Regions from separate parts of the Sus scrofa genome. Here region 2 is linked to region 1. Evidence: chromatin contacts called from public Hi-C data. All regions are on one chromosome and are shown on one strand. The core of a region is the stretch at or near the end of the contact, and the rest is flanking DNA. Distances in the headings are between cores, read along the strand shown. Region 1 overlaps CFAP126 (protein Flattop). Region 2 has its middle 25 kb from the start of F11R.

What was found. A called contact is a pair of places that touch in the nucleus more often than the background predicts.
Region 2: a Hi-C map of embryonic fibroblasts shows a contact between it and region 1, with 2.4 times the contacts expected there. The contact joins two enhancer-like sites. A contact is called at or near these places in 3 of 47 Hi-C or Micro-C datasets (embryonic fibroblasts, retroperitoneal adipose tissue and subcutaneous adipose tissue).

The regions. Positions count from the first base shown.
Region 1 is chr4:89,118,500-89,121,823 of Sscrofa11.1, reverse strand. All of the region lies in intron 1 of CFAP126 (protein Flattop), which reads right to left. Among named protein-coding and RNA genes, the nearest start is that of CFAP126, 12 kb to the right of the region's middle. Within about 2 kb of position 1,798, at least 12 of the 83 cell types and tissues checked have an H3K27ac peak or open chromatin away from gene starts, as enhancers often do. A contact at or near this core is called in embryonic fibroblasts, where this site is marked.
Region 2 is chr4:89,448,008-89,451,331 of Sscrofa11.1, reverse strand. No RefSeq gene overlaps it. Among named protein-coding and RNA genes, the nearest start is that of F11R, 25 kb to the right of the region's middle. Within about 2 kb of position 1,636, at least 15 of the 83 cell types and tissues checked have an H3K27ac peak or open chromatin away from gene starts, as enhancers often do. A contact at or near this core is called in embryonic fibroblasts, where this site is marked.

The DNA of each region.
Region 1 (3,324 bases), core at 549-3,048:
TATCTTTGATTTTAAAAAAAACAACAGGAGTTCCTTTGGTGATACAGTAAGTTAAGGATCCAGCATTGTCACTGCAGTGGCTCAGGTTCTATCCCTTTGTCCAGAATTTTCCCATGCCATGAGTTCAACCAGGAAAACAAAACAAAAACTTATAAAATACTAATAACCCTATAGAAAAAAACTGGGCATAATCAGGCATATCACAGAGAAAGAAATACAAAAAGATGAAATTATGTTCAACATTGCTCATAATTTTTTTTCTTTTTCTTTTTAGGGCTTCACCCATGGCATATGGAAGATCCCAGGCTAGAGGTCTAATTGGAGCTGTAGCCACTGGCCCACACCACAGCCACAGCAATGCCAGATCCAAGCTGCATCTGCAACCTATACCACAGCTCACGGCAACTCGGGATCCTTAACCCACTGAGCAAGGCCAGGGATTGAACCCGCAACCTCATGATTTCTAGTTGGATGCGTTTCCACTGAACCGCAATGGGAACTCCCTTCTGATTTTTTTTTTTTAATGGAAATTTTAAAAATGGAGATAGCATATGAGAGTATGTATATACATCCAAAACTTTGATAACATGCTCTGTTTGTCAGTCTGTGAGGAAACAGGCTTTTTTTTTGAGGGGGGCACAACCCTGGCATATGGAAGTTCCCAGGCTAGGGGTCAAATCAGAGCTATATCTGTGCCCTATACCACAGCCACAGCAACGCAGGTCTGAGTCACGTCTACAACCTACACCACAGCTCACGGCAATGCCAGATCCTTAACCCACTGATGGAGGATCAAACACACTTCTTCATGGATATCAGTTAGATTAGTTACCACTGAGCCACAAGGGGAACTCCTCAGTGTCTTTTTATTAAGCAATCCCACTTCTAGAAATCTATCCCAAAGCTATTCTGGCAAATAAATAAATAAATAAGAAAAGAAATGTGCACTATTAAATGTAGCATTATTTGTAACAGCTACAGGCTGGAAACAACCCAAATGTCTATCAGTAATAACCATGGTATCTCCACACAATGGAGTACTATGCAGCCATAAAAAGTAATGAGGAAGATGCTGCTCTGGAGCAATCTCCAAGAAATACTTGTAAGTGAAAAGAGCAAGATGTAGCACATGTGAGTAGTGTCCTATTATGTTCAGATATAAATATGTGTTTCTAACAGAAAAACGATGGAAAAATAAGAGATATTTTTCTCCCTTTAGGGAGAGAGAAAAAATAAAGTGGAAAGACTTTAAATAAAGTGGAAAAGGGCAGAAGATAAACTTCTTTGAATATACCTTGTTTTGCAGAGTTTCCTTCCTTCCTCCCTCTTTCTTTCTTTCTTTCTTTCTTTCTTTCTTTCTCCCACACTCTCAGCATATGGAAATTCCCCAGAGGTCAGGGATGAAATCCGAGCCACACCCGAGACCCACACAGCAGCTGCAGTGATGCCAGATCCTTAAACCACTGAACCACAGCAGGAAATCCCATAGTTGATTTTAGAACCATGTAAATATTTTACATAATTATAAAATAAAATTAAGTAAAAACAAAAGTAATTCCTAAAATAAACCAATAAATTATCACAGTAGTTTTTTATAAAGAGATAGTTGGCTAAATACAAACGCTATATAAATGAGTTAATACCTCTGCTCCCTCTCAACATCACAAATTTCATACCCAGTTTTCTTTCTTAAGGCTAAGTCTCCCTCTAGTGGAGATTAGTTTTACAACTAGTCCCCCCCACACCCTACACTGACTGTCTCTTGCTGCCAAATCCTTAAATTACATAAGTATTAGAGTCATGAGAAGAAGGACGTAGTGGAAGATGGGATAGCAAAGAGTCAAGGACAGAAGCAAATTTTAGAAGGAAGTGAGGGGTGGGGGGTGTGTGTGGTTTCTGGTGGTGGTGAGAGATATGAGAGGCTCTAAGAGCCAAGAAACTTTGGTTATTCAACTCAGAATGGGGAAGGAACTACAAATTCCTGTTGGAAGATTGCCACCACTTCTGCCCAGAAAGACGTGATTAATATGACAACATCACTGTGTACTCAGGGAAGTAGCTCCCCCCAGGGCATTGCCTTAGGGAGAAACTCTGGCCAGAAATAGTGATGAGTAGATGGGTGATTTTTCCTGAGCCAGGTAAGGTGTGATGGGGGTGAACTCAGGCACCTCGCTCATCTCTCAGGACTTTCCCAGAGTCCCACTGACCATTAAGGTCAGATGTGTGAAAGCTCTGCCTTCTCAGAGACCGATCATGGGGAAAGGCCCTGGCACAGGCTCCCCAGTTCCTGGCAAGGAGAGGAGAGTCAAAGACTAGCCCACATTGAAAGTGGCCTCTGGGGGTATGAGGGGAGAGTCCTGGTGTTCTGGGCTATCCTAGGTCTCATCTGACCTCACATAGCGGAAACTACTGAGGAAAAGTCCTTTAGAGGAGAACCTCTCCTCACATCTGCTCCAATTTCTAAAAGTATGTGCCATTCTTCCTCCCATGCTCTGGCGCACTGTGGTCTTACCCTCTGTAGAGAACTTTTGAGGGTTGCCACCTCAGCATGTATCTCAGTCTCCTCTACAGTTTTTACATAAGAATACAAAAAGAAATGAACACTAAAAAACAGCCTAGTTTTTTAGGTTCATTTTCTGGTCCTCTAAAATCTAACTCCTTAATTCAGCTCTCCTACGTGTCTAGCCTGAGAATACTGTCCAGGAACTTATTCATTTGAATAATCATTTCAGCCCATTGCCACATCTTTCTCTGTTCTGCCTCACTTCCTCCCTTTAAGAGGTGAATTGAGATCCTAGAGGGAAAAAAATGGCCTACCTAGGTGTGGTGACCCTTCCTGAGTGCAAAATATAAGAAACTTGTTGCTAAAGGCCAAGGTTCTTAATGTGACAAAAAGTAACGTGAGCCTTATACAATGAAATATTTTCAGCCTTAGAAAATCGTGAAATTCTGACATACTACTACAACATTGGGTGAGCATTGGATGAGCCCTGAAGATATGCTAAATAAGCCTATCACAAAAAGACACATTCCATTTATATGAAGTACTTAGAGTGATCAAACATCATAGATACAGAAAATAGAATTCTACTGGGGGGCAGGAAGAATCAGTTATTGTTTAATAGTTACAAAGTTTCAGTTTTGCAAGATGAAGAGAATTCTGGAAATTGGTAACAGTGATGGTTGCATAACAATATGAATGTAGTTTAAACAGCACTTTAAAAGAGTTAAGATGGTAAATTTTATGTTACGTGTATTTTACCACAGTAACAAAAAAAAAATTTATGTGGTAATGTGAATTTACTGAAGACAGCCAAGAAGTAA
Region 2 (3,324 bases), core at 387-2,886, 330 kb before region 1:
GTGGCCATGCTGGATCTTTAACCCACTGTGCCGGGCCAGGGATTAAACCTGAGTCCCTTGCCCCAGCGCTACCAAGACACTGCCCATCCTGTTGTGCCACAGCGGGAACTCCAGAAATTTCTTTAAGTGCAAGCTGTACTTCTTCATTTATCTCCTTTACTAAGCTGTCCCCTTGCCCCATAGAACATACCATCCCCTCATTCACAAATGGACCAACCCTACTTCCCATTTTTCCCCTCCCTTGGCCTTGATCCACAGATCTTAAGACAGGGACAAAAAAAAAAAAAAAAAAGAAACTCGGAGTTCCTATTGGGGCTCAGCAGTAGCAAATCTGACTGGTATCCATGAGGACGTGGGTTGGATCCCTGGCCTTGCTCAGTGGCTTAAGGAACAGTATTGCTGTGAGCTGCAGTGTAGGTTGCAGACTCGGCTCATATCCTGTGTTGCTGTGGCATAGGCTACCTGCAGTAGCAGGTCCGATTTGACCCCTAGCCTAGGAACTTCCATGTGTCCTACCATATGTGGCCCTAAAAAGCAAAAGCAAAAAAAAAAAAAAAAAAGACAGGGACAACAAACACACTCTTAATATGCCATCATTTTATCCCTGATCAGGGTGGGTTCATGTCTAAAACACTAATTTCTATGGAATTGCCTCATTCCCCAACCCCCAGGCTTCCCTTTAATGTAGGAAATGTCCATTTGAATCATCCCAAGTACAGGCTGATAGTAAGTTCAGTTGAAATGTCACTTCGAGACTCTGTAGGTCATCTCTAAGACTACAGGGAGTGTTCCCTTCGTGGCTCAGTGGTTAACAAACCCAACTAGTGTCCATAGGATATGAGTTTGACCCTTGGCCTCACTCAGTGGGTTAAGGATCTGGTGTTGGTGTGAACTACAGTATAGGTTGAAGAGGTGGCTCAGATCCCGAGTTGTTGTGGCTGTGGCTGAGACTGTGGCATATGCTGGCAGCTGCAGCTCTGATTTGACCCCTAGCCTGGAAACCTCCATATGCCTCAGGTATGGCCCTAAAAAGATCAAAAAAAAAAAAAAAAAAAAAAGACTATAGGTAAGATTTTTTTTTTTTTTTTTTTTTTTTTTGGCCTTTGTCTTTTGTTGTTGTTGCTATTTCTTGGGCCGCTCCCGCGGCATATGGAGGTTCCCAGGCTAGGGGTTGAATCGGAGCTGTAGCCACCAGCCTACGCCAGAGCCACAGCAACGCGGGATCCGAGCCGTGTCTGTAACCTACACCACAGCTCACGGCAACGCCAGATCCTTAACCCACTGAGCAAGGCCAGGGACCGAACCCGCAACCTCATGGTTCCTAGTTGGATTCGTTAACCACTGCGCCACGACGGGAACTCCTACAGGTAAGATTTTTGAATGTCCAAAGTCACTCTGAAAGTCCCAATTCTTTTAATATAGAACTTCAGGATTTCAACAAACTCAATGTGAAAAATAAACATTTATTACAAAAAAATTAGTTTTAACATTCTAAAATGAAAGCAGACAAGGTGTTTTTCAACTCATAGGGGCTGTTGCAAGCTGGGGAGGTAAATTCCAAGGCTGGTAACAACTGACTCATACTCCTCACAGTGACCTAGGGAGGGAGGGACCATTCGCCTCAGACATACAGGAGCAATGATTCACCTCTGCTTCCCTGTGCTCTTTCTTTCACATCCCTCCCACCCCGTCTCCCAGCCACCATACAAAACTGAAACATACTTCAAAAATCTCATTCTTACTGAACCGTGTCACAGTCTCTACTTTTATTGCCTAATTAGATATTACCTCCATCTGGAAAGTTTACTTTTTATTGGTGTGTGACGGTTTGATTTGGTTTTTGTTTTTCTTTCTGGATCCTTGATGCAAAGAAAGCTCAGTTCTGCGAGGAATTTCCAGATAAGGGAGCAGATGATGGCAAAGTGGCGCTTGGTATCCTCCACCGACATAAGCAAAGTCAACCCTAGAAGACCCCTTATTTGCCCTCTTGCCAGTTAATAAATAGGCTAGGGGTGCTGGGGAGAGGGAGAAACAGATGTGAGGGCAAAGAGGGGTCTGTGTAGGGAGAGGGACGTAGTGACAGGCAGGTCGTCCTTGCTCATTGCTGCTCTCACGCACACCTACACCACCAAATAAAGCAGGAGCACTACTTTACTACTAAAGAAGTGATTCTCCAAGTGATGGGAGACATCCTGTCGCAGGCTCTGGAGCAGCTTTCCCTGCAGCCTGGGGGAAGCCTCCTTGTGCATCTGGTTGGCCCAGGTGGGAGGGCTGGCCGAGGTGGGAGGGTGGGTGCTCTTCCTCTCCCCGAGAGGATCAGACCCAGTATAACTGGGAGCACAGCACCAGCTTTACCCAGGGTGCCCTCCTCCTGTGACAAGAGGACTCTGGAATGAGGGTCCAATGTCCAGAAGCTCCAGTGTAAGGCAGGAACCAGAAGTGGCACAGGGAGCCAGGGACCAGCCCAGGTTGCTGGAGAGCAGGGCTTTGGGGATTTTCCTGTTTGTACTAAGAAGGAGCACAGGAACCTCATTTCTCCCGTCCCCACAACAAAACTAGTCTCACCAAAGAGATAAGTAGTCCTCCAACACACACTTGACTTCAGCATAGAGACCACACACTCTCGCGCAAGCGCGCGCACACACACACATGCACGCACACACGTGCGCTCTGCAAAGCTGACAACTATCCATGTTCCCACCACCCTGCAAACACATCTTAAAAGGGTCAGTCCAGTTGTTCCAGCCAGCGGAAGGGTGATGGCTTGAGCTACCAGTTCCAGCTTTCTCTTCTGTAATTCTTCTGCTCCCGGTCCCCTGAAAGCTTACTATGTTCTCCACAACAAAGGCTCTTGTTTTCCCTACAGATGTGTGGTTGCTGTCAGTCAGCATGTGTTTAGGAAGAGGACGGAGCAGGAGGATCCCAGTGGCACTTCCTTGGGAAGACAGAAGAGAGTGGGCCGCAGAGGTGGAAGAGACTTGATGTCATCACCCAACAACCACTGCAGCTGCTCCGGTCTCCAGTCTCCACTCCAGAACAGCCAGTACCAGTCCTCAAAGGTACTGGTACCTTTCGTCTCAACAAGAAGAAAAAGTCAAGGAACCAGGATCCAGAGCTCTGTCTGAGGACTGCTACATGCAGGGGGAGGGAGCCCCGCCACTCTTGCGGTCTAGTTGGAAGGGAAGTCTTCAGGCATCACTCAGGACATCTGTGTGATCCCTCACAGGGATGGGAAAAGAAAGCTTTAAAAAGTCCTAGGCCACTCAGCAGTGGTGGGCAGGGAAGGGAAGGAGGAAGGGGCACAGGGCTGACATTATTAAAAAC